Regions from separate parts of the Mus musculus genome. Here region 2 is linked to region 1. The links are chromatin contacts, called in public promoter capture Hi-C maps. All regions are on one chromosome and are shown on one strand. Each heading gives the region's core, a stretch centred on a gene start, on an enhancer-like site or on the middle of the called end of the contact. The rest is flanking DNA. Distances are from core to core; before and after follow the strand shown.

Region 1 (5,691 bases), core at 2,116-4,615:
TCCTTTGTTAACTGGAAGTATACATTGGTAATGACAGCTGACCTTGAAGTCTTGAGCCTGCTTTTCCTTTCCCTGCCTGACAAATGTTCAGATTCCCATCTACTCAGAACCCCAAAGGGTTTATCTCACCTGTACAAGAGTCCTCTGGTCAAGGAGAGGCCAAGTTCTGCTTCCACAGTTGTTCAGGAACCAAAGAAGACAGGGGGCTCTGCCATCTTTAATGTTGGGCTGCCAATGCCCTAGGCTTTGGCATCTAGCTGATGCAACGCTAAGAGAAAGCATGTAGGTAGGGGGCTGGGTTGGGGAGTATTGTGAGCCATCCCAAGAAACAGTGCTATTAAACTCTGACATTCTGCCAAATGGAACCCAGACACATGGCCACCACCCATCTATCTGTGAGGGAGGCAAGACAACATGGGTCATCTGAGTCCCTAGAGAAAATGTGGACATAAACTTGACAAAGAGAGTTCATCCATCCTATCTACCATAAGGGATCACATATGGAAGCAAGAGAAGTTAGGACTGCAGGTGTGTAGAGACTCAGGCTTGGCTTAGTAGCTTATGGAGGGACTTCTGCCAAAAGAGGTAGATAGTGAGCTGGGCTAAAGCTGTCCCAAATGATGAGGGTGAAGCTGGTGATGGAGTGGATTTAGGGCTGAGGGGGTGGCCAGAGCCTCCTGGTAAGTTGCTTATATATTCTAAAAGTTCTTGGTGTTTGCCTTCAGAGCTTGAAGAATAGCACACCTCCTCCGCTGGCTGTGTGGTCATGTGACTAGTTCTGGCCAATGGCAAGACCAACAGCATTTCTTCCAGGAAGAGTTATTTGTTGGTGTGAGGCTTTCTAGAGGACTCTCTCCCCTTTTTCCATTGAGCAACAATGTTCCAGAGAGATTCCCCACTCCACTAGCCTGGATCCTACAAAAATGACATTCGGTACCCATGCAGCACCTTGACCTAGACACTGAGAATTTTTTAAATTAATTTATTGATTTGGGGGGACTCAAATTTCAAGATAGGGTTTCTCCCTGTAGCTCTGGTTGTCCTGGAACTGGAACCCATTCTGTAGACCAGGCTGGCCTCAAACTCAAGAGATCCTCTTGCCTCTGCTTCCTGAATGCTGGGATTATAGGTGTGTGCCACCACTGCCCAGCTAATTAATGTATTACATTTTATGTAAAGTCAATCTGTGTTGTACAGCAGGTACCCTTATCTGCTGAGACATCTCACTAGTGAAGAAACTGATTTTTTTTTTCAAGACAGGGTTTCTCTGTGTAGCCCTGGCTGTCCTGGAACTCACTCTGTAGACCAGGCTGGCCTCGAATTCAGAAATCTGCCTGCCTCTGCCTCCCAAGTGCTAAGATCAAAGGTGTGAGCCACCACTGCCCAGCGAAAATTTTTTTAAGTTTTATATTTCTGTAACATAAATTAGTTTATTCTGCCTGATAGGCACTTTTTTGGTCCAGAGGTCTCAGATGGCAAACAAGACAAACCACCCACCCAACCAAGCAAAAGGGCCTGGCTTATTACAATAGGTCATCATCATTTCTAAGAACTAAGGAATCATGGTCCTCAACATAATGGATAAAGCCAGGCCTGGGTGCATGAGAATCCCAGCACTTGGGGGGGGGGGGGTAAGTAAGAGCTCATGGCTAGCTTCAGCTACATGTCCTGATCCTGTCTCAAAAAGGCAGAGAGAGAAAGGAGAGGGTGTGAGGGGAAGAGAGGCTAAGTACCAACTAAGCTACAGCCTTATTTTAAATACTGATAAAAATCAACTCTCAATAAAACTCTAGCTATGCTCTATTCCTTAAAGGGTGGTTCATTTGCAGACAATTTCTAGCTACAAAGTGCTGAGGAGAGATATTAAGGGCAGATTAGTACCTAATCAAAGTCGTTCTTCCAATCCATAGCATCAGTGGCTTAAAAAAGATAGGAAGGGAGCTGGGGAGGGATTGGTGGACAGTTATCTAAGGCATTTTTTATGTAGAGAACAATTTTGGCTACTCACTGTCCTCTGGTCTCTCTGGAACTGACTCCTGTATTAGACAGGGAGAGCCTCTTTCACTGTGGAGAGCTTTAGGGACTCTCCTTGCACTGTCTGGTGCCTGTTTGCCAGCTCTACATTATTTTCCTGTTTGTGCAAGTCTACCTTGAGTTTCACCAAGTGATTTGACACAGAGATATGAGGAGGAGGAGGAGACCATGACCCTTTAGCATTCCCTTAGGGTGAAATGAGAGACTGGTCCTGGTTTATTTCAGCTGCGTTGGAAGAACCAGGTGTTTCCAGCCAACTGGGCCAGCCACATTAACCAAAGGTTGCCAAGCAGTAAATTCCTTTGGTGCAGGCGCTCTCTCTTTTATTCACCAGTGACTAGATGATGCTTAACCTGCTTTGAAGTTGAGCAGTTTCTAGCTTCAAGATTGGTTCTGAAACATAATAACTAGGTATCCTTGGGCACTTAAGCTCCCTTAATGCAGCCTCACAGCCTATAAAATGATACAAATAAACACCCACTCCTTTGATTTAAGGAAGCTAAATGATACTCTTGCTCCAGTGGGCTCAGTGCTTGGAGAATCCAGGGTGTGTGGTCTCCCAAGATACCGTCCTTTTTGTCAAACACTACAAGCACAGTACTTAGAGATCATGTCAATAGCGGCTCTAAGAAGTCCTTTGCCCGAGGCTGCCAGCGCTATAAAAGTTGTAGAGTGTTTACCCCAGAAGGACTGGTTTTCATTTTATCTGTAGTGTTTGAATGTTTACGTGTATTAAAATTTAAAATAAGCATATTTTTGAAGAGGAAAACCGGTTTGGCCAGCAGGGTTACCAGCTTTTTTGCTGAGCTTTTCAATTCTTTCAGATACTGCAAAAACAAGGACGAGAAAACTCTACAGTTATTACCTCTGGTTTTTGTTTTGTTTTTTGTTTGTTTTTTGTTTTGGTTTTTCGAGACAGGGTTTCTCTGTGTAGCCCTGGCTGTCCTAGAACTCACTCTGTAGACCGGGCTGGCCTTGAACTCAGAAATCCACCTGCCTCTGCCTCCCAAGTGCTGGGATTAAAGGCATGAGCCATCACTGCCCGGCATTACCTCTGTTGCTATGGCAGCCCTTCGCACACGGGCCTGTGGGTAGAAACAAAGTAAAAAAAATAATAATAAAAATAAAAATAATAATCCTTTTACACTCGACTCTTAGACTACCTGCCACATCCTACCTTCACACCCGAGGATTCTTCGGGTGAAGTTTATCTACACTTTTCCCGCCCGGGGACAACTAAGGCACAGAGAGGAATAAAAGGCGCGAGTAGGACTGGGCCCGGAGGATTCTCAGCCCTGGCTAGGTCGCTCCCGGTAGCGGTAGCGGGAACGTGAACGCTGCTGCCTGCCCGACCAGGCCCGAGGGGCGGGCCTCAGGCCTCGGTCTCGCCTGAGCCTGCCGCCTGCCGCCCGCCGCCCGCCGCTTCCCGGCCACAGTGCCGGGCGACGCCGCCAGCATGCTGCAGAAGCGGGAGAAGGTGCTGCTGCTGAGGACCTTCCAGGGTCGGACGCTGCGGATCGTGCGTGAACACTACCTGCGGCCCAGCGTGCCTTGCAACAGCCCGCTGTGCCCGCAGCCTGCCGCCTGCCGCAACGGTCAGAGCCGGGGTGGACCGGGAAGGCCCGGGCGGGAAGAGCGAGGGAGGCCGGAGCCGGAGAGGGAAGCCGGGGCTCGGAGAGCGAGAGAAGCCGGGACTCGGAGAACGAGGGAAGCCAGGACCAAAGGAACGAGGGAGGCCGGGGCCTGACGTAGCGAAGGCTGCCGGGCGCGAGCGAAGGGACCTGAGGCCTGAGGAGCGAGGGTGGCAGAGGCCCAAAGAGCAAAGGGAATCCCGGCCTGGCGTCGCGATGGCGGCGGGGCCCTAGTGAAGGAAGCGGGACCCAAGGAGAGAGGAGAGCGGGAAGCTGAGCAGCGAGGGCGGCTTAGCGCTGGCATCAAGGGCGGAGCCAGACCCTCGCGGACTGTAGGCAGCCGGAGCGAGCATAACCGTCTGGGCTCGGCGGTACTGGGGCAGCCGGGAGCGGCCCTGGAGCGTCCCCGGTGCGTCCAGTCTTCCCTCCCAGTGGCCGGCACAGGCAGGACCGGCCTCTGCAGCCTCAGGGGCGCTCCTCTCCGGACCTGCCTGCTACAATAGCCGGGCTAAGTGGAAGAGCCTGCAGGCACCGGATGCTTCGGTTTTTCCAGGGGGACCTAAGGGCGTAGGCACCTCCTCCTTTCTGCCCGAAAATGCTATTGGCACCTTACTCCTGAGCGTATTACGCTGGCTGGACATTTGACATTGCCTGCTCTGCTCCTGCCAGTACGCAGACCCTCCAGCTGTTTGTTACCCCTAGTGGGAGATGAGCGTGAGGGGGTCTTTTCAGAATACATGATTGAGGTCACAGCTTGACCAAGGTGTCAGTTGAGTGGAAGCCCATTGATTGAACAGCGCATCCTTTTTAGGACGTTCTCCTCAACCCTAGAACCGTGTAGCCGTGTTAGGAAGCTTCAGACCGAATAGCCTTGGAATTGTTAGATGCTTACAAGGGGTCAACACACACACACATGTGCACTCTTGCCCTTACATATATATACACGTGTGTATATGTAGATAGAGATATAATGGATATGTAAGTAGCCAACGCAGTCAGTGCTCATGCATGTCTGTGATGGCTTAGTAGAAATTTAGTTTCTTCCAGGGACGTACTTGTTTTTAAAATATCATTCTTTCGAAGAAGTGCTGGCTACAACATAAACCATGTTGGGCTTGTATTTAATCACAGCTGAGGGGAGGGGGAGCAATGGAGCTGAACTTTGAGCCTCCACCAAAGTAGATTTGTCTTGTCTTTTAAAAACTTCAAGGTGAAATTAAGATGAGAAGTTATTTTGCACACCGGGAGCACTGTGACATTGAAATAGTCATAAACCAGGTTTGAAAATGTTACCTAATGGCTTCCACTCTGAATTATGTTTCAGATGGGAAGCTCCTGGCTGCCGAAGTCACTCATTACGTGATCCCAGACTGGAAAGTTGTCCAGGATTACCTCGAGGTTCTGGAGTTCCCGGAGTTGAAGGGAGTTATTTTCATGCAAACGGCCTGTCAAGCTGTGCAGCACCAGAGAGGCCGGAGGTATCTGTTTTGCATTATTTATTTATTTATTTATTTTCAGTACCGGTTCCCCTGCCCCCTTTAGAAAAGGTCCCTTGTTAGAGGGAAAGAGGAGGAATTCATTATTTTGTCAGAAAGGATTTTTGAAACTAATTTGGTATTCTCTTTGCTGGTGAGGAATGTAGTAACATTTTATATGTGTGCTTCAACACCTGGCCAAAAGATCTGACTGTAGATCAATAAACTGCTGGGTCCCCGGGATGTACATAGTTAAGATTCTATGGTGAACTGGCTTCTGGTTTACATTTTCATAGGTAGCACTATTATTTCTTCCTTTTATTTTTGCTAATAATATATAGTATTTAATCTTATTCATAGGTACATTGTTTCAGGAGCATTCCTTTCTTTGGAAAAGAATACTTTTAAATCTTATCTTCCTCTATTGTAGAAGCAAACTGTACTTACCGTGATTTATTCAACGAAATTAAAAATAGCTCTTTCTGATTTTTAGATTAGTCCTGTAACTATCAGCCATAGTAATTGTATTTGCTGAATAAAACATTTCTAAT
Region 2 (5,690 bases), core at 3,036-5,535, 2.5 Mb before region 1:
CCTGGATACACATTCACTCATTCAAAGGGATCTGAGCCTTTTCTAAAGGGTCAGAGTAGTCTCTGAGATCATCTTGTTATCTAGTTCTAGAGGACTTGAAGATGGACCCAGTAAAAGTATCACAGAGTGAAATCCACAGTCAGCTGCAAGCACAAAGAACAGAACAATAGCCAGAAAGTGAAAAGGCAGAGTGTAGAAAAAGAAGTCAGGAAGGCATCGCTGTACCCCAAACAGTCTTGAGTGTGAGCAGAGAAGTGAGGGTGGTGTGGACTTGAGGAGAGAATACTACTCAGAGGAGACACCCTGGGGCTGGAGGAGTGGTACAGTGGCTACGAGCACTGCCCGGTCTTCTAGGGGACCTGGCTAGTGGAGACTTACAACTGTCTATAACTACAATTTTAGGTTCTGCTGCCCTATGTTGGCCTCCCTGAGCACCATGTGTGCATATGATACACATACAAAACAATAATGAATAGGAAACAACTTTAGGGGCATGGAGGGAATGGAGGCATGTTGCTTATCTCCAACAAGTAGGTAGGCACAGCCACAGCCAGACCCACACAACCGGTTTGAGTGATAAAACCTACTCAGGGTACAGTGGTCCTAATATTGATGTCTTTTTTTCCTCTTTTTCCTTCCAGTCTCACTTTTAACCTGCTGAAACACTCCAGTCATGGCCAAACTAACTATTGAAGTGCCAGCCAGTGTTGTTGAAGGGCACAGCATTCTTCTACATGTTCACAATAAATCACAGAATTGGCAAGCCTTTTCCCAGTACAAATGTTTTGATTCCAAAGAAGATGATTAAACTGTATCTTATAAAATATCCCACTGATTCATATAAGTGAGGGCATCAATCCAGTGGTAGAGAGACAATATTTACTAATGGGTCTCTGCTGCTCTTTAATGTCACCCAGAAAGATACAAGATGCTACAGCATGCAAACCTTTGATACATATCATCCACATGAACAAACAAATCTCCATGTATCACCCAGCAAGTGATTCCCTGTAACTTCTGGATATTGGATTGTGTGAATTCTACTTTATACACTCTGGACCTCCAGGCCTGTACTGTTTCTGCCTACTCTACTTGGTGTCTCTGCAACGGGGATTGACAGTTCAGTGCAGGACACACACAGTGCAGACAGACTGCAGTAGATGAAAATCCTTCACCTGACTTATCCTGCACAGAGGAGTCTGAGTGCTGGGATAACTGAGCCAGGAATGTCAAACAAAGCCCAAACTCTTGTGACTTTCACTATGACCCTGTGGTAATCAGATGGGGCCTGGCCAAAAACAAAAACAAAACAAAACAAACAAAAACGTGGGATACAGAGAGATAAGCACACTGAAGCCTGGGATGAAGTTCTTGGTCTCAGAATCAGCTCCAGGGCTGAAATTTGACTTTTTGTTGGATCTGAGAGGGAACCATGCTTTATTGGACGTCTACAGCTCTTAGTATCTGGACTCAGCCAGTACACAGTCATAAGAGCAACAACATTCAGGCTTAAGTGACTTGAGCAACTCATTCTGAGACTCAGCATGGAAAGCATAGCTGGATAAGTATCTCAGTTTTCTGCCAACTGTTCTGATAGGCTTATGAGGGAACATATACTCCTGGCTACTGCTTGTCCTTGAGGGTCTAGCATGGTGAATTCTCCCTTTTATTCAAGTAGTAGCAGACTCTGCTAATGTGAGCAACTCTCTTGTCCCAAATTTAAATCATATTTAAACCTAGATATAGCAAAGATCTTTTTCTATGTATCCTCTTGTAAAGAAACTGAGACAGAGAATACACTGGCCACGTCACAGTCACACAGACATGGCTGGGAGTTCAAAAGTACAAGATATCTGTCTATAGCCTCAGCCCCAACTTCTCTACCCCAGAGATCTTATTAGGTATTTGTGGACCAGTGATGGGCTGGCTGAGATCTCTGAAGATAAACAATCTGTTGGAGATTGGTTCTAATGCTTTGATTCAATTGGGAGTCTGTGTGTCCAAATGCTAAAGGCCCTTGTCCCCAACTGGTTTTTGATCAATCAATAAAGATGCCAAGATACAGATGGATGATCTCTGTAAGTGCACAACATGTGAAAGCTGACCAAACTCAATGTGGTATGTCACAACAGGTCAAAGAATGGAAGAAAAGAGACTGCGGGATGCACACACACAAATGAGGCATCTGTATCACGCCCCCTTACACAACTCAGGGAACATCATAGAAGTGATGGTATGGTATAAAGATTGTAAGAGCCTGGGCTGGAGAGATGGCTCACTGGTTGAGAGCACGGATTATTCTTCTAGAGGTCTTGAGTTCAATTCCCAGCAACCATGTGGCTCACAACCATCTGTAATGGGATCAGACACCCTCTTTTGGTGTATCTGAAGATGGCTACAGTGTACTCACATAAAATAAATAAATCTTAAAAAAAATGGTCTGAGCCAGAGGCCAGGGTGGAGCAAAGCAAACAGTGTCTTCTAGATTTGGCAGGACCAATGCATTCATTAAAAAAAAAAAATGCATTCACAAACCTAGAGCAGCCCTGTTTGCCTACACAAGATGAAGCTCGTCAATATTCTAGCGCAGAGTAGGAAGAAGTTCATAAGATGCAAACACTGACTGGGAAGCGATTGACAGCTTGGCTTTTCAGAGAGAGTCAGCTTTCCTCGAGGGCATGGCTTCTGGGAGGTAGACCACACTCTAATGGATGTCCCTACAGCCAGACGTACATGAGCAATACAAATTAGACTCAGACTCAGTGTGTAATTTAAGAGAAAAAAAAGAACACATGAAGTTGGGAGCAGGTAGGGGATGGAGGTGAATCTGGAAAGAGGATAAATATGACCAAAATACATTGTATATATGTTCAAATTATTGAAAATATTATATTAATAAAAGTAACTTCAGCATACTTGGTGTTAATAAGTAGATAGGAACAAGGCATAGGAGAATAGAAAAATGTTGTTGTCCTAGCAATGCTGCATGTGGACTCTGCCCGTCTATGTACTAGGTTCATCCAGTTCAACCTAAGCTTCATTTAAAAGCAAACCCACTCATAAATGACACAAGATCAAACACACTATCCCTAACACCTAGGACCGTAAACATTTCACCAAGGTCTCTTAAAGAACAATAATTAGTTTTCCACTCATCGGGCTAAAAGAACCTTATTAGAGTGAACCTAATTAAAGAGTGAAGTCAAGTCAGTTTATTTCTAACAACTGACCCACTTCTAACTTCTGGAGATGAGGGAAGACAAGAACTAGGAAGATGAAGATTCTGCTGGTTGCTCTGGAATTTTCTCTGGTTTGTGATGACCAGAAACCTCTTCATCTGGCATAACCCTTCATAGCCCTACTGATATGTGACCGGGAAAGGCTGCTCTCTGGGTGGGAAGAATTCTATGTGTTTTTTACATGGATTCTGGCATTTCTCTATGCATCAGGTTTTGTAATATATATGTCAAGTATTACAGCTTTCACCTCTATATTCTTTCTCCATCAGCATGTAATCCAGGTATAAAAGCTAAGCCTAGGAACAGTGGGGCTCAAGGTGATGAACAAAACTCCATCAGTAACTGAGCAGGGACAAACCCTAGGCCTAATGTCTGGAGCGGCTGACTCTGACTACACTTATAACACCTCGGAGCCCCGCCCACTACATTACCAGGTCTCCAGAACTTCGGCTCGCTTTGGCTGGAGTAGGGCGGCACTCTGAGCTTGCTCTGGCTGGAGTAGGGCGGCGCTCTGAGCTCGCTCTGCAGGCGCTGACAGGTCTGGGAGCGACTCAAAGCCCCGCCTCCCAGGCTCCGACCTGGCTCCGGTTTGACTGGGCGTGGGACTCCTCCAGGCTCTCCGCCTTCCGACCTCCGTTCCCTGTTCTGACAGGATCTGTGCTCCGAAGCCACGCCCCTCCTCTGCCCTCGGAGCACCTCGAGTCCCCTGCCGAGCTCCGCCCAGCAACCCGCTTTTACAGGCCAAGGAGCAGCTCAGGCCCCAACTCCCGAACCCTGCCTTGTCCCGTGTGACTAGAGGACCTCGAGGTCCTGCATGCCAACCCTCGCTCTGCCGTCCACTCTGATAGGCTATGGAACTCTTCCAGGCCTGGCCTCCCGAAGCTCCCTCCTGTTGCCTCTTTGACTAGGGCACCGAAGGCTCCGCCTCTCGAGCCCCGTCCCGCCCTCGGCATCTCCAGACCCCGCCTCACGGGCTCCGCCTCGTCCACTGCTCTGACGGAGCACCGGAGCCTCGCCACCCAGCCCCGCCCCGTATCCAGGACCCGCTGTCCATTGGGCACTGCAGGGCCCTCGGGCCCCCGCGACTGGCTCCCGAGGTCGTCATGACGGCTGCGGTGTTCTTTGGTTGCGCCTTCATCGCCTTCGGGCCCGCGCTCGCTCTTTATGTCTTCACCATCGCCACCGACCCTTTGCGAGTCATCTTCCTCATCGCCGGGTGAGGCTGCGCTGTGTCCCGGACGCCGCGGGTTCCCTCCCTCTCCTGGGTTCCCACGACCCCGGGATCCCCATCTCCCAGGGGCTCCAGCTTGTGGTGCGGTCCAGGGCTGGAACTGTTCCTGGGAGGGTCTGAGAAGAGCAGGCCCGTAGGCTAAGCAGGCGCCCCTTGGCTTCTGTTGGCTGAGTGTGGGAACAAGCAGATAGATTCCTGCATGAAGCCTTTGTCTTTCTGTAGGAATCTCTCATTTCCCTCAGTGCTGAGCAGCATCGAAGAGTCGTTATCACTACTCTCTGCCATTAAAGTCACCTGGAGATCAGATGTTTATTCCCTGCCCCCCACCCTCACATCAATCCTCGGACTCAGAATGTCTGTGCAGACTATTCAGGCTCAGATTTTCTTTGTAGACTCCTGGGTAATGGTTTGGGTGCAGTCAAGGAGGAAAGTTCGAGAAAACACAGTAACAACTGACCAGGCGGCATGTCCTCCTGGGAGCTTGGTAAATACCGGAACTCTGCTGGTGAACGTGGTCTTGGTCTCGCTGCACCTGCCCGAAGTTTGCAGCTTCTGAACTTTCCATTATATTAATGCAGGCGTTAGGTATTCATTTTCTTTTAGAAAAAGACACTTGACAATATCTAACCATTAAACTTATATTTTCTGGTGAATTTTGAGGATATGAAATTTGCAACTGTCACTGGTTGTATATTTCTATAGCACACAAAGCATCTCTTAGGAAAAATAGTCAGCAACCAAGTGCCTCTTAGTCCTTGACAGATAGTGCCCTAGCGTGCACGCGACAGGGTCACTGAATCGTTCTTGTTAAGCACATCTGACGTTCCTCTTGGACTATTTGTCTCACTAGGAGAAAAAAAAAATTCTGATCTAAAACATCACTTTGTGAGGATTGTTTACTAAAAATGATTTGTAGCTCAAGCAGGTTTGATTTAAAGTCATTATTAAGCCTGTGCTTCTGTTAACTTGTGATTTTTTTTTTCCTTCTACGTTCCAGTGCTTTCTTCTGGTTGGTGTCTCTCCTGCTGTCATCCGTTTTTTGGTTCCTAGTGAGAGTCATTACTGACAACAGAGATGGACCAGTACAGAATTACCTGCTCATCTTCGGAGTGTTGCTCTCTGTCTGTATCCAAGAGCTGTTCAGGCTCGCATATTATAAGCTGTTAAAGTAAGTTAAGTGTTTGTTTTATTTTCCCAGTTAGACTTGAATTACGATTTAG

The links. Promoter capture Hi-C pulls out the DNA fragments that hold promoters and counts their contacts.
Region 2: a promoter capture Hi-C map of erythroid cells shows a contact between it and region 1, with 39 times the contacts expected there. The contact joins the promoter of Aph1b here to the promoter of Dis3l in region 1. A contact is called at or near these places in 2 of 39 promoter capture datasets (erythroid cells and liver).

The regions. Positions count from the first base shown.
Region 1 is chr9:64,338,931-64,344,621 of GRCm38.p6, reverse strand. It overlaps Dis3l (DIS3 like exosome 3'-5' exoribonuclease), which reads left to right and starts at 3,365. Exons shown (of 17, transcript NM_001001295.2): 1 at 3,365-3,629; 2 at 4,990-5,143. The coding sequence starts at 3,491.
Region 2 is chr9:66,794,018-66,799,707 of GRCm38.p6, reverse strand. Aph1b (aph1 homolog B, gamma secretase subunit) reads left to right here and starts at 4,285. Exons shown (of 6, transcript NM_177583.4): 1 at 4,285-4,455; 2 at 5,468-5,638. The coding sequence starts at 4,343.